2 separate regions of the Gossypium hirsutum genome follow, and region 1 is linked to region 2. A link is a contact called in public Hi-C data. All regions are on one chromosome and are shown on one strand. The core of a region is the stretch at or near the end of the contact, and the rest is flanking DNA. Distances in the headings are between cores, read along the strand shown. Region 1 holds the start of LOC107947140. Region 2 holds the start of LOC107916758 (probable BOI-related E3 ubiquitin-protein ligase 3).

Region 1 (7,715 bases), core at 4,010-6,509, 140 kb after region 2:
AGCTCCTTAAATGCATTAGAGAAGCCTAATTTGCCATATCCTTTTTGTGGCAGATCACCACCCCATCAACTCTGTATGCATAATAACTCGATACGCCTCTTCTTTGGCGTAGTCCTGGCTTTGTCCCTCCAAGCACAGTTTATTAACATTGAAACCTGAAACATATATGCAACAAAAATAAATACAATAGTACTTAATGAGCTTTATTACTAAAATGTACTGACGGATACTTTATATTCTTAAAAGAACATCTTTGCATCAACCATCTTTCTAAACCACTTATATTTGGCGAATATCACTATAGTTGTAATACATGCATATATGCCAATTATATACTCTTCAAGTACAAATTCTTTCTTTTTTAATTAACTGAAGATTTTTTTCAGGCATTTCTTAATTCTCTCGTTCACATATGCACTTCTGAACAAAACATACCTTCAAAATCCAACTAATACAACGTATTTTCTAATACTTGTTCTTGACTTAAAACAGTTGTTCATTATCATTATTCGAAGGTAAACACATACACATATGGAAAATACTTACGTAGGTTTGAGTACCATCAAACCATTAAGTAAATCATACCCTAATCCGATACCACACAACCCATACTAACAATATACTTCATAGATCAATCTATTAACATTCACAACATTATTCCAGACGCTCAAAATAATTGATATTCAGTTTTCATAAGATTTCAGGCAAAGTCATTATGCAACTTAGATATGACAGGTTCCAAATAACTTTGATTCAATTATATCACCATGGCGAATACCTTATTAACATCCAGATACACGGTTCTTTTCAAAATCACCCTTTAAACTTATTTATTTCACAGATCTTACTCAACTCTTAATCCTAAGCATATCAATACCCTAAACTTATTACAGAGCTAACAGAATTTATCCATATCTTACCATAAAGACAAAACTTACAAGGCATACATGACAGACCATGCCATAAGGGCCAAACAGAATGTGCCATAAAGGCATCATACAACTTACCATCATCCCAAGCACTTACAACCCCAATGTAAAGCCTGTACTTAAAGCTTTATTGTTCATAGAACTCTTATAGTCTTACCATTTCAGAACTTAACAAGCAAAGCTAAAACACTTACCCGAAGATGGAATAACCAATTATTAAACCTAGAATTGAAGCTTCTAGCTTAATAAGAAAGAGATACATATATATATATTTAAAGAAAGAATCAGAGAATAATATTTTTAAGGAGGAAAAAGAACTTTCTTCAAAACCTTTATCTCATATATATAATCCATTCCCCCTTACAGACATTCAACAAGTGTCATTTAAATTCAGAGCTTGTCTCTCTTATTGGCCTACAGGTTTCAAAAGAAACATAAATGAAAATCCTGTATAATAAATATTAAGACAATCATTTCAGTTGGTTCCTGACCAAGCACTTTACAACCCGATGAGAGCAATATTAAGATAAACTGGACGTATTATACATTTGGCGATAAATCATATTATAATTTGCCTTTTTGCCAACTAAAACCTTTACTCTTTGGCTAATCAGAATAATATAAAATAAAATTTCTACTTAATTACTTGGTGTATACTATGCATCCACAAGTATACGTCAAAAGAAACAAATGGGCGAATTACAACCTACCAAACACATATTCTTTCACTACTATACGCTTTATCCTTGAACCCGCTCGAACTGGGATGTGACACTAAGTACAAAAGATGACTTAGAAATTAATTTATTTTTTCAAATTATTATTTAATTTATTGTAATTAAATAATTGAGTTTCGAAGTGAGAATTAAATTAATTAGTCATCATAGATTTGTTGAATAAGGCAATTAAATTAATTTCCTCATACATTCTAATACAATAAAGTTGACATGACTTTAACAGTATTAGAATTGAGTTTGGAAAATAATTTAATTGAGAAATTACTTTAGTTGAGTTAAGTTAATTAATTAATATTTATTTTTTTAGTTTAGTTAATTAATAAATTAATTACTTTAGTTAAGTGTATTACTGAATTAATATAATGAGTCAATCAAATACCAATTCAATTGTGAATCCACTAAAATAATTTATATTTTATGAAAGTGTTATTATCTATTTCTATGTAATAAAAGAATAAAAAATTAACTATTACTTCAAACATCATACATAATAAACATTTAACTTTACAATCATCATTTAGATTTTATATGGATTTTTAATAAATGCATTTCTCACATAAGTCTAATTATTTATGATTGTTTTAATATTTATACCTAAAAAGTAAAATGTGTAATTGTAATTTCATAAAATAAAAATAAATAAATAAAAAGAAAAAGAAAAAAGTTTGATTTGAAAAGTAAAAAGCTGGAAAGGGGTGGCGACGGTAAAAAGGTAAACGGACAGAAACATCCAGAACCATTTCCAATAGATATAATAAACGACAGCGTATAGCTCCAAACATGAATTTTTCTATAAATACCTACAGTTTCAATCAGAGTTAAATTATTATATTTAGTTTTTTCTCGGTTGGCTCTTTCTTTTTTGTTTCTGTTTCCTCTCTTTTTATTGAAAAATTAGGGTTTCCGTCTGCGGTGGTGAGAATCAATGGCGTCGACTTCGAGGAAGATAATGTTGAGGAGCTCCGACGGAGAGACTTTTGAGGTGGAGGAAGCGGTGGCGGTTGAGTCGCAGACGATCAAGCACATGATCGAGGACGATTGCGCCGACAACGAGATCCCTCTCCCAAACGTCACCAGCAAGATCTTGTCCAAGGTCCTTGAGTACTGCAAGAAGCATGTCGATGCTGCTGCCGACAAGGAAAAGACTCCTGATGACGAACTCAAGGTTTGGGATGCTGATTTTGTCAAGGTTGACCAAAATACCCTCTTTGATCTCATCCTGGTCAGTTTCCCCTCTTTTTCCCTAATTCCTTTTCCGTTCACAATGCTGTTACTTTTAGAGCTGTTTGGGTTAATTGAAATCGTCTGCTCATCTGTTTATTGCTCTACTGTTACCGGACATCGTTTTTTTTCCCTAGCGTTTTTTGAATCAGTTCGCACGATCCCAATCAGGAGGCGTATGGTGAATAAATTCCCCTTGATTCATTAAGACACATAATTTACAAGCTTCAAATTTTTTTCATTACCTGGAAATACCGGTGTATTGGTCTTGATAATGGGAATTGAAGTATTAAACGTATAGATTGTTGCTTATTTTGTTCGTGCTTATTTTCTATTCGTATGGTAAACCTTTTGATATTGGGATTTGCAGGCAGCGAACTATCTGAATATCAAGAGCTTGCTGGACTTGACCTGCCAAACTGTGGCTGATATGATAAAGGGAAAGACACCCGAGGAGATTCGCAAGACCTTCAACATCAAGAACGATTTCACCCCCGAGGAAGAAGAGGAGGTTAGGAGGGAGAATCAATGGGCATTCGAGTGATAGGAAAGCCTTTAAATTTAATGTTGATATTATTATAGTTTATATGCTTTTCTGGTTAGGTTTTCAAGTTGGGGAAAAAAATTAAGAACATTGGCTTTCTTTTGGCTTATTTTGTTATATGCATTAGTGTCTTCTATTCTAGAGGATATTTAATATGAACCTCTCCCCTCCTCTATTATCATAATATAAATTAGAATTTCTTAATATGCATTGCTATTCTTTAGTAATTTTGTTGTTTCTGTTCTTCTCACTTTTATTTAACTTCTACTTGGCTAAGTGATGTGCAATGCATACATACATATTTACGATATATAATTGAACCAGATGCTTATTTACATACATTATACAATCCGAGTTCTATGAATCTTGTGTGCTCAAGTTTTTTTTTATTATTTTTGGACAATCCTTTACCACCTTTAATGGAAGCATAGAAATCCAATTTTAGGGGGATTCAGTTTAAGGGTATATTTAGCCTGACTATCCAAAAGCCCTTTGACAGCAAAAGCAGCTTTAGAATGTGCTTTTCAACCAAGAAAATGACTGATCGGTGTTTTCCAAAAGGACTTTGCAATGCTAAACTAGCTCCAGATTGAAATATAAAGAATTTTTGTGGTTAGCTCATTGGATTTTAGATGTACTTCTCATGGGACCTACTGGCCCTAATCTGTAACTTCACATGGTAACACTGTTTCATTGGTTGGATTTACAATATTGTACTTGCATGTATAAAAAGTTATGAAATTAATAGCAGCTAAATCGAATCCTCCCCATGTTTTCAAGTGTCTTGGTTTTAATGTAAACTTGATGAACAAGTCTTGCAAACATGCCTGATGGAGATTTCATTTGATGATATGATTTTGCAGTTCTGAGTAATCCTCTCTTGAGTAAAGCTTTGAAGAGTGCTTAAGATTATCCTCTCTCAAGTAAACATTAAACTTGAATGTTTTTCTTCAACAGGAATAAACATTGATATATCAATATACCCATAAATTTAAAAAGCATCAGAACTAGTAGTATTCGTTAATATGCCCTCTTAAGGCGTTATCTATCAATATAACATTAATAACTAAGTAATTAAAGGGTTTTTTGTTTGGTTTATGTCCATCGCATCTCTTCATACTTTATCTTGAGCAACTTTCTCTCTTCTTCCCACTTGTCTCTATCTTCATTATATTTATCTTTCAAAGTGCTTTTAACTCTATCAAAATTCTCCTCCTTTTGCAGCAACTTTTTCTTGTACTTATCCTTGTATTTCCCTTTGGCTTTCTTTGCTTCTTCCTCTTTGAACATCCCGCAAGTCTCACATGCAACTTGCACCTGCATGCTTCCCTCTTCACCTTCTTTTTCATTCTTCACTGTTGTCCTTATTTCTACTTCCTCCTTTTCTCTCATGCTGTTGTAATTTCCTCCCTTAATGGTATCCTGAAACAATACATTCATGAATGTCAGATCATGCATGCAAATTCAATCCACCATAATGATAACAATAATAATAATAAGGCACTTACGCTTTTGTTTAAAGATCTTAACTTCAAGTTGTGTAGCAGAGTGGAGAAAAGAGCATAAATATCCTGGAGAAGGAGCTTGACCATGTAAACTACGAAATCATGCAATATCAATGCGACGAGCGTGGCAATAAAGTGCTGTTTATTACCATCGACAGCAAAGTAAAGCAAACACATTAACAAGGTTCGGTCGAGCCAAAACCAAGTCTTCTTTTCTGCATCCATCACTGAGATATCACTCTCCAAAGAACCCTCTATTCAAAGAATAAACACAGAAGGGAATATCACAGCGTTTCGAATTGGACAGTGCGTTTGTTATTTCTTATATATATGTGAATAAAGTTAAAAGGGAATAAAAAGTTAACCCTAAACCTAGCTTGGAACTTACGATATTCTTTACAAGGTGACCTCAATTGAAGAGAAGCCAGAGGCTAACACCTAATGGTGGATTGGACCTTCGTGAAATAATGGGTTTTCTAATTACATACTTATGTCCAACTTCATTACTTTTTCTTTCGCCTTTTAGGCCCAAATGTTCTCTCACTCCATTTCTTTAACAAAGAGGTTTAGGCAGACACCATGAACAAATATAAAGGTTACAATAAAATTAGGGATTTAGTATTTACAATAAAATAAAATTTAAGTGAAATAATTAATACCATTAGTGTTTCTTAACATGATAATTAAGCTACTCTCATTTAATAGAAAAATTTTGATAAAAAATACTAATAAAATCTTTAAATAAAAAATTAAAAATCCAAGTAGATAAATTAGTAGCAAAATTTGGCCATATTTAAATCTTATCTTTTAAAGCTTTCAATTGCCGTGTTCTAGTGTAACACCAAAATTGAGTTCAAACCCAAGATAACCTCTACTTCCTGCCGTTGTGAAAAAATAATTGAAGCAAATGTGAGTTCATAATATTTATGAAAAACAGTGAAATATATAATTAAAAATTTGATGTCAATAAAGCTATCACTATAATAGAGTTTAAAAACTTCAAAAGTGATAATTGAAAATCTAACATGCGATAGAGATATGATAAATTTTTTAATCTATGCACAGCATGGTTAAAACAAAATCTATACATTTCAATCACCCAAAAGAATGCCAAATATATTCTTATTGTTCAAGATTTGTCAAATCCCTAAAGCTAAAATTTTAAAAAAAAAAATCATAAATTCAATTTAAAAATCAACCGAAGATAATAAACTAACGACTCATAATTTTATTAAAAAAAAAAAGTAAACGAAGAAGACAAAACACATGAAAAACACAGAGCTTTTGGCTTATATCACCTTTTATTTTTTTATTCTTCTTTCTTTTTTCATCAATAAAACAAAAATGGCAGCTTCCATCAGAAAAATTTATACAATAAAACAAGATATCAGTATTCAGTAGTCATGTTCTGAAAACAATAAATTAGAACTCATTGCCAAAACAGAGTATTTGGGTCATATTTTCACAAGCCTTTTTAAAATTATTATTAATTTTATGATTATGATTATATATGTTATATGTTGTATACATTCAATTATCAGAGAATTGCTTTTGTAATTTAATATGTAGAGTATGGTATTCGGTTTGCCATTTGCCAAGACAACTGTTGCCATCATTTTTGTTACTTTTTTTTTCTTTTTAGTCTTTAATGAATGATTTAAGGGACCACTAACTTCATTTCCACCATCTTTTTTTTTTTAAGGGAAAGGGAACATTCCTGGTTTATATATATATATATTATTTAATTGCATTAAGCTTTTTTAAATTTATCAGTTATTTTTTTATTTTTGGTATGTAAACTTTTCTAACTAAGTACTCAAAATTAATGTTATATCAGTGAAGTTGGTTTGTCAATTCAATAAGTCAATTAGATGTAAAACATAATTTAAATATATATTTGTTGTATGAATAATTTGGATATAATGTGATAATGAAAATAAATCATGTCGATAAGATTTATGAAAGCTATATATATACATATATATTAACATGATATGTTCAAACTCTTTATGTAATAGATACACATGTTTATAATATGATTGACATGTAAATATGATTCATGTTAGATTTAAGTTGATATTTAGTGTCTAAACTAAACAAAATGAGCTAAGTGGTATAATTCTTATACTTTTAGAATTCAATTGGAGGATAGATAATATTTTCTGAATTAACCCTATGTATATATTTTAAACTCACTTCAGCTACACAAGTTTAAAAAGAAATTTGAATACGAAATTATATTGATCATTTGGGAGATAAAATTAATTTTATTAAGAGAAAATGAAAGACAATTTTTTTGGAGTCAAAATGAAAAAAAATTCGAGTTTGAAGAGGAAAAGGTTTGTTATGATATTTAGTAATATTAACCTACAACTCGAATGGATTCGAGTCAGACTCTACACAATTCGTATATTGAGCTCGAGAATGGCAAAGATGATGATTGCAACTTTTTACATTAAGATTAAATTTCTTACAATAGCAGGGATAGGCTTTATGTAGTATGATCAACGAATAGTAAGACAATGTCCCATGTTATCGATCAAACATACACACGAACAGGTATAGCAAGGACAATGCTCATTGCAGACAGGAATGGATGGTCAAGTTTTGGATTTGGACGTGAGGGATGAAGACAGAATTAAAAAGACAAAAGAGACAGAAGTCACGAAAACCTAGCAGTTGTTCTATGATGATGTGAATACAGTGGTGAAAATTTCGTAGGCATTGGCAGAGGAGGAAATAAAAGATTTGATCCACTATTTAACGCTGAATTCTAATG
Region 2 (6,590 bases), core at 815-3,314:
TGACACTCTTGTGATCTTATTCCTATTAAACGAATGATTCGTTGAACAATAAATAATCATATTTACATTATAGTTTTTTTTGACACATGATACCTTTTTTATTTATAATTTGAGTACTTTTTTTTTTCACTCAAAGCTTTTTAAAATTTTAAAGTTATTCTATGCATTTTTCTTTATAATTTTTTATATATTCAATAAGCTTACATTGTTATTCTAAAAAAACTAAAATTAATAACATTTATCAAATTAAATTTATATTTTTCAAATATAATAAGATTATAAAGAAAATTTTCTATTATTTTAATGTTCAATAATTTTTAAAAATTAAATAAAAATAAAATTTAACTAATTCTAAATTAGTTAAATATTTGTTTAAAAAGTTTCATAATTATATTATCTTTTCAATTTATTAGTGATTTTTTAGGCTTAATGGTGTAAAAAAACAATTAATCCCCCCATTTTTTTTCCACTCATTTGAATACTTGAACTTTCAAAATGCATCAATAAGACCCTATTTTTTTTTAAAAAGCAATTAAGCCCCTGCTCTTATTAAAAACTAAAAAAATTATAAAAAATGAATTTTAGAAAAATTATTAAATTTTAATAAAAATATAAGATTTATTAAAAATTAGATTTTTTTATAAAAATCATAAAAAATTTAATGACCCCTAGTTTTTTTCAATTAAGTCATTTAGTGTCAAAACACTGCGTGACATATGGTGAAAAATGATAAAAAAAAATAATCAATAAAAGTTTTAGAAAAATTATAAAATTTTTCTTTTGATACGATAATTTTTATAAAATTTTTTACAAAATTTATATTTCTTTACATTTTTTATTTTTTTTATATTTCTATATATTTTATATTTTTTACGATTTTTATAAAATTTTACAAATTTTATTATGATTTTTAATATTTTATATTTTTATTAAAATTTAATATTATTTATAGATTTTATTGATTTTAAATTTTTATAAGTTTTTTTTCTAATTTTTAATAAAAGCAGTGGCTTAATTGCTTTTTTTGAAACAGTGGGAGAGTATTTTTTATGCATTTTGAAAGTTTAAGTACCCAATTGAGTGCAAAAAAAAAGAGTAAGGGCTTAAATACTTTTTTTGAAAAACTTTGAGGGCTTTTTTGATGTATTTTGAAAGTTAAAATACCCAAATGAGTGAAAAAGAGAGGAGGAGGTTAATTGGTTTTTTTGAAAAAAAATGGAGGAATTTTTGCACTTAAAAAAATTAAAAAAAAAACAATCTAATTAGAAAATGAAAAATATAAAAAGTCGAAGGTTAGTTGTAGTAATAGAAGTAATGAAAATATAGTGAAATTGAAATTCCAGAGGAGGTATCAGGTATGTAATCTTGGATTAATGGTGAAGTAATTTAGTTTCTATTAAATGAAGATATGGTGTGCTGTTACTAAAATTTCAAAGATTTTATGTTACTCACAATATTATTCCCTATTTGCTGACTTCCAAAATTAGTTATTTTATTTTTAATGAAAATCTAAACCTTTTTCACCCCCCATCAAAAATTCCCCAAAATAAGAGAGAAATGAATGATTTACATTCCCAAAATTGTACACAATAAAAGATGAGAATTTATTATAAAGATTCCTATTATTCAGGCTTTCCACACACATTTCTGATTTTCTTTTCCTTCTCCAATCTTAAAACCAAAGTTTTATTTACTCCCTCAATTATGTTAAAATTTCAGATTAATTCAATAATGGATTTACGAAATCTACATTATCACTTTAACCCCCGTAGTTAATATGATATCAATTTGGACCTATTAAATCGAAAATATTTAACATAATAGAGGGACTTAAATTACAATTAAACCAAAAATCTAAATGAAAAGGCTGGCCAAATCAGTTTCTCTCCCCCCACCACTTCAGATTTCAGTTTTTGTTCAAACTGTGAAATCTCTGACTCAATAGGCCGATAGTTTAGTCACAAAATCTGCATGTGTACGTCGATGCTTAGCGCGTCCTATACGTGGCATTGGCCTCTCTTTAAAGCTGCCTTTTTCTAGGATTTTTCATTTGAGAAAAATATGGCACAAAATAACAGTATCCTATGCCCTCTCTCTCCCTTTCCTTTTCAAGCTTTTTCAGTTACTTCAATACAATCCAAATCCACCCCATTCTTTAATATTATATCAATATTCTGACCTCACCCTTCTCTCCGTCTCCTATAAATATATCCAAATCCACCCCATTCTTTAATATTATATCAATATTCTGACCTCACCCTTCTCTCCGTCTCCTATAAATATACACCAACACCCTTTACCTCTTTTTTGTTTACGTTTGTACTTATCGAGAGTTTTTTTGATCCAAACTAGAATCCCCCCCTTTATTTTTTGAGCTGATTTATGGTAAAACAAAGACTTCAGGCTAAAATTTTGGGTATTTTTTGTTTGGTTTTTGTTTTCGTTCTTGTTTGGTGGTTGAACAAGGATAAATAATGGCTATACAAGCGCAGTTGTATTCTGATAATATTGGGTTCCCAATTTGCGGTTCTTTGGATTTGATCGATAATGGTTGTGGACTTGTTGGTGCTGCTGCTGGTTTCAATCAACAGATATCATCACAGCTTCAACAACTGCAACAGTTTCAACACCTTCAAAACCAGCACCAAAGGGACCAAACCTTTTCCTTTGGTAGCACTAACAACAATCGTGAATCAATCATGTTTGAGAAGCAAAGATACGAGATTGATCAGTTTATCAAATCACAGGTTAGTACAAAATCACAAAAAAACCCAAGTTTTTCATTTCTTTTCAATTGGGTCTTTATTTATTTATTTTTGATTTTGTGCAGAATGAGAGGCTGAGGTTGTTACTGCAAGAGCAAAGGAAACAACAGTATGAAGTATTGGTGAAGAAGATAGAATCAAAGGCCTCTTTTTTGCTTAGACAAAAAGATGAAGAGATTGTTAAAGCGAGGAACAAAACAATGGAACTTCAGAATATGTTGAAGAAATTGGAGATGGAGAATCAAGCATGGCAAAGGGTGGCGCAAGAGAATGAAGCCATGGTTGTGTCTTTAAACAACAGGCTTGAACAAGTACGGGAGGAACAAGCTTCTTGTCGTTTTAACAATGGTGTCGATGACGCAGAGTCTTGCTGTGAATGCGAAGACAACAACGAAGGGATTATGGAAACAAAGGGAAACGGAAGTTTCGCAGCGGTTGATAGCAGCAATCAAAGACAAGAAGAACAAGAAGAAAAAACGACAATGGTTTGCAAATGTTGTTATTGTCGAAATTCGTCAGTGTTGTTCCTTCCTTGCCGACACCTTTGTTCGTGTAAGGATTGTGCAACTTTTCTTGATTCTTGTCCCGTTTGTAGAACACCAAAGAAAGCTTGCATTGAAGCCTTGATTTCTTAGGTCACGGTAAAAAAAAATTTGCAGGAAAGCATGATGATGACGGTGGATGAACATAAGTAAATCCATATGGAGTTTAGACATTATTATTGTTTCCCCTTTTCTCTCCAGTTTTTTTTTTTTTGCCTTTTTAGGTACTATGGGCAAGGATATTAGACTGAACATGTACTTAAACACGCAAAAAAAAAAGAAAGAAAAGAAAAGAAAAAGAATTGAACAGATATCTAGAGCAATAGGACAGTGTTTTTTTTTTTTTTAAATTTCAGTTCTTGAAATTATTGCCTTTGCCTGACCCATTGTATAGGTAGCAGTGGTAGCAATACTTAATATAATGACAGACTGATCCTATCTGATGTTGGCAATTATTTTTGGGTTTGGGCAGTGACTGGAGAGAAAGATGGAATGATATGTCAGATTACATGCTAACCCTCTTTTCTTTTTATTCTTCATCTTCTTAAAACCATCTTTCTAATATTCAAATTCAATATTTATTTTGTAATCTAAAGTTTATTTTAATTACAAAATTTTCTAACCATTTTATTGAAAAATTTTCAATTAAATAGTAAGATTTAATTAATCAAATAATGCTTTAAATTTGAATGCCGATATTCAATCTTTTTATTTGAACAATATTAAGCTATTTTTATGTTGTTTCTCTTTTTTTATAAGCCTTATTTTAGTATGCTACAAAATTTTCAATATATATAATGGTGGTCAAAAAGCTGGTAGGGGAGATCTTTAAAGATTATGGGGGGAGCAATTTAGAAAGGGTATCAGCGAAATGTTCAGCCTCCCCTTTCTTGGAAACAAAGGAGGCTTATATAGAGTAGCTAGCTAGGCCCAAGCCCGTTCTGGACGGATGCTTATGATGTAAGGCCATGAAGAGCTTCCTTACAGCTTTAGATTGAAGAAATGTTTTTAGGTGAATCAATGACAATTAAGTGAGGAGCTTATGTGGATATGGTAAGCCATTTTGGGCGAGTTTAGATATAACAATTGCACCCAATCAGTAGATGTTACAAATAACCTTCCTTGAGATAATATTAAATAGGTGTGCTTATACCTTGTATGAGTGAGCTTCGTGACGAAAGCTTGTAGAGAGTTAGTTTCTCTTTACTTCTAAAAAGAGTTGGGAAAAACCGAGTTTAAAATTTACCAAAAAGTAAATTTAAATAAGGAAGAATATGTGATCCATTATCAATACAGAAGTCCCATATATTATCAGTGATTAATAACATGACATTTCATTATTAAATAAAAGAAAAATAATAGAGGACTTGTAAAAATAAGTACTAATAATTTTATTTAAACATAATTAATTATAAATAAATGCTAAAACTTAAAGTTCGATATCCTAGATCCTAAACCATTAAACCCAAGATCCTAAATCCAAGAATTATTGATATTTATTTACAATAGTTACTATTAATGTTTAATTATGTTATAAAATTATTAGTATTTATTTATAAGTCTTATTTTTCTCTAATTTAATGATGATGTATCATTTTTTTTCTTGATTTCTCAAGGTATAGTATCATATTATTATTTGACGGTGAATCAAATATTATTCCTTTAAATAATGTTCAAATTTATTAATATTATGATATTTTAGTAAGAATATAAAAATTAGTTTATTGTAACTTTATTAATATTTTTATATATGAAATGTAAATTTAAAATATTTGTAAGCAATCAATTTTAATTATTTGGAAAACTTAGTTGGACTATATAATCTATATTTCAAATATTAAAATATAACCATTACAAATTTGAAGATATAATGTTATATATTTGAAATAAATTTTAATAGGGAAATAATTGTATATCCATATAAATATTACATAAAATAAATTAGGTTATAAATATTATATATTTTAAAATGAATTTCAACAGAAAAATAATTGTATACCTCATACATATCACATAAAATATGTTGGATTATAAATAAAAGTTAAAAATGTCATTTGACTTCAAAAAAATTATTTGTGTAGTAAGGCCATACAAAAATTCAATTAACCGAATATACCAAATTGAACCGAATCCCAAACATTTGGTTTAATCAATTTTTTTTTTACTTATTCAATATAGTTAGTCGATTTTGATGGCATTTTCCGATTTTGAATTTTCAAACAAAATAAATTGATTAAAATTTTAATTAATTTTATACCCATATCCATACCCAAATACTAAATAACTAATATTGTATACAAAATCCAATCCAACTAAACTCAATTATAAATCCAATTATTCAAATAATTAAATAACCAAATTTTAAAATTTAAATTACAAGCCATAAATTAATCAATACTTTCAAAGAAAATTGTACTGTTTTTTTCATGAAAAATGAAGCCTAGGCCTAAGTTCACAATAGAACTTACAAACATAACGCAAGTCAGGATTCACCATCTCAACAATACTTCCAGAGGTTCTTCTATGAGGCTCCACTATTTTATTACTTATATAAACCTATTAACATAGTATTTTACTTTTTATTTGTTAATTAGAAATATAATAATATAAAAAAATTGGTTCAATTCAAATAAAATTTTAAAACTTATTAATAGTTTTTTTATAAATAAATAAAACCTAAAAAGTAAAAAAAAAACCGTTGGCTTGACTTATTCGATTTTGATTTAAAGTCAATTCGACTCAAGTTGATTTTAACGAGTTAATCAAATTATTTATATAGTACAAATTGTTGATAGAATTAAGTATTCCACATTTCACAGCAAGATAACATACTTATACAACTTGTTGACCCAACTCTGGAATGAGGCACTCCATGAAATTGTTTACAATGTGTAGAATACAAAAAGACATGATGGGCAAGTACTTGAGTTTACTTTTGTAGGCGGGATTATTCATCACATTTTATTTTTAGAATACATATAATAATTGTTCCCTATTGGTCATGGTTGCATAAAACAAATACGTGTGCCTAGCATCCAAAGGCAAATAAATATTATAATTGAAATATGTAGGCATAAGTCCCCCCAACAACTACTGAGTTTGAGAACTTCATGAATAATGCAAGGACTGCAACTCATTCAGTGTATTGAACTGAACATAACAAGAACAAGAACACAGACAGTTTGCATCGGACGAAAGATCTATTAAGTATATCCATTTGATTCTTTTAATGATAAAAGGTGCAAACTATATCATGTATATATACTATCAACTTCTCATCACA

Evidence for each region. Hi-C and Micro-C count contacts between places; a contact is called where the count stands out from the background.
Region 1: a Hi-C map of leaf shows a contact between it and region 2, with 2.1 times the contacts expected there. The contact joins the promoter of LOC107947140 here to the promoter of LOC107916758 in region 2. A contact is called at or near these places in 2 of 34 Hi-C or Micro-C datasets (leaf and seedling).

What each region holds. Positions count from the first base shown.
Region 1 is chrA01:107,327,573-107,335,287 of Gossypium_hirsutum_v2.1, forward strand. It overlaps LOC107947140, which reads right to left and starts at 5,260. Exons shown (of 2, transcript XM_016881709.2): 1 at 4,940-5,260; 2 at 4,338-4,853. The coding sequence starts at 5,161. The coding sequence ends at 4,527. LOC107947149 (SKP1-like protein 1A) reads left to right here and starts at 2,364. Exons shown (of 2, transcript XM_016881721.2): 1 at 2,364-2,888; 2 at 3,258-3,635. The coding sequence starts at 2,592. The coding sequence ends at 3,431.
Region 2 is chrA01:107,189,547-107,196,136 of Gossypium_hirsutum_v2.1, forward strand. It overlaps LOC107916758 (probable BOI-related E3 ubiquitin-protein ligase 3), which reads left to right and starts at 2,065. Exons shown (of 2, transcript XM_016846127.2): 1 at 2,065-2,747; 2 at 2,831-3,823. The coding sequence starts at 2,475. The coding sequence ends at 3,400.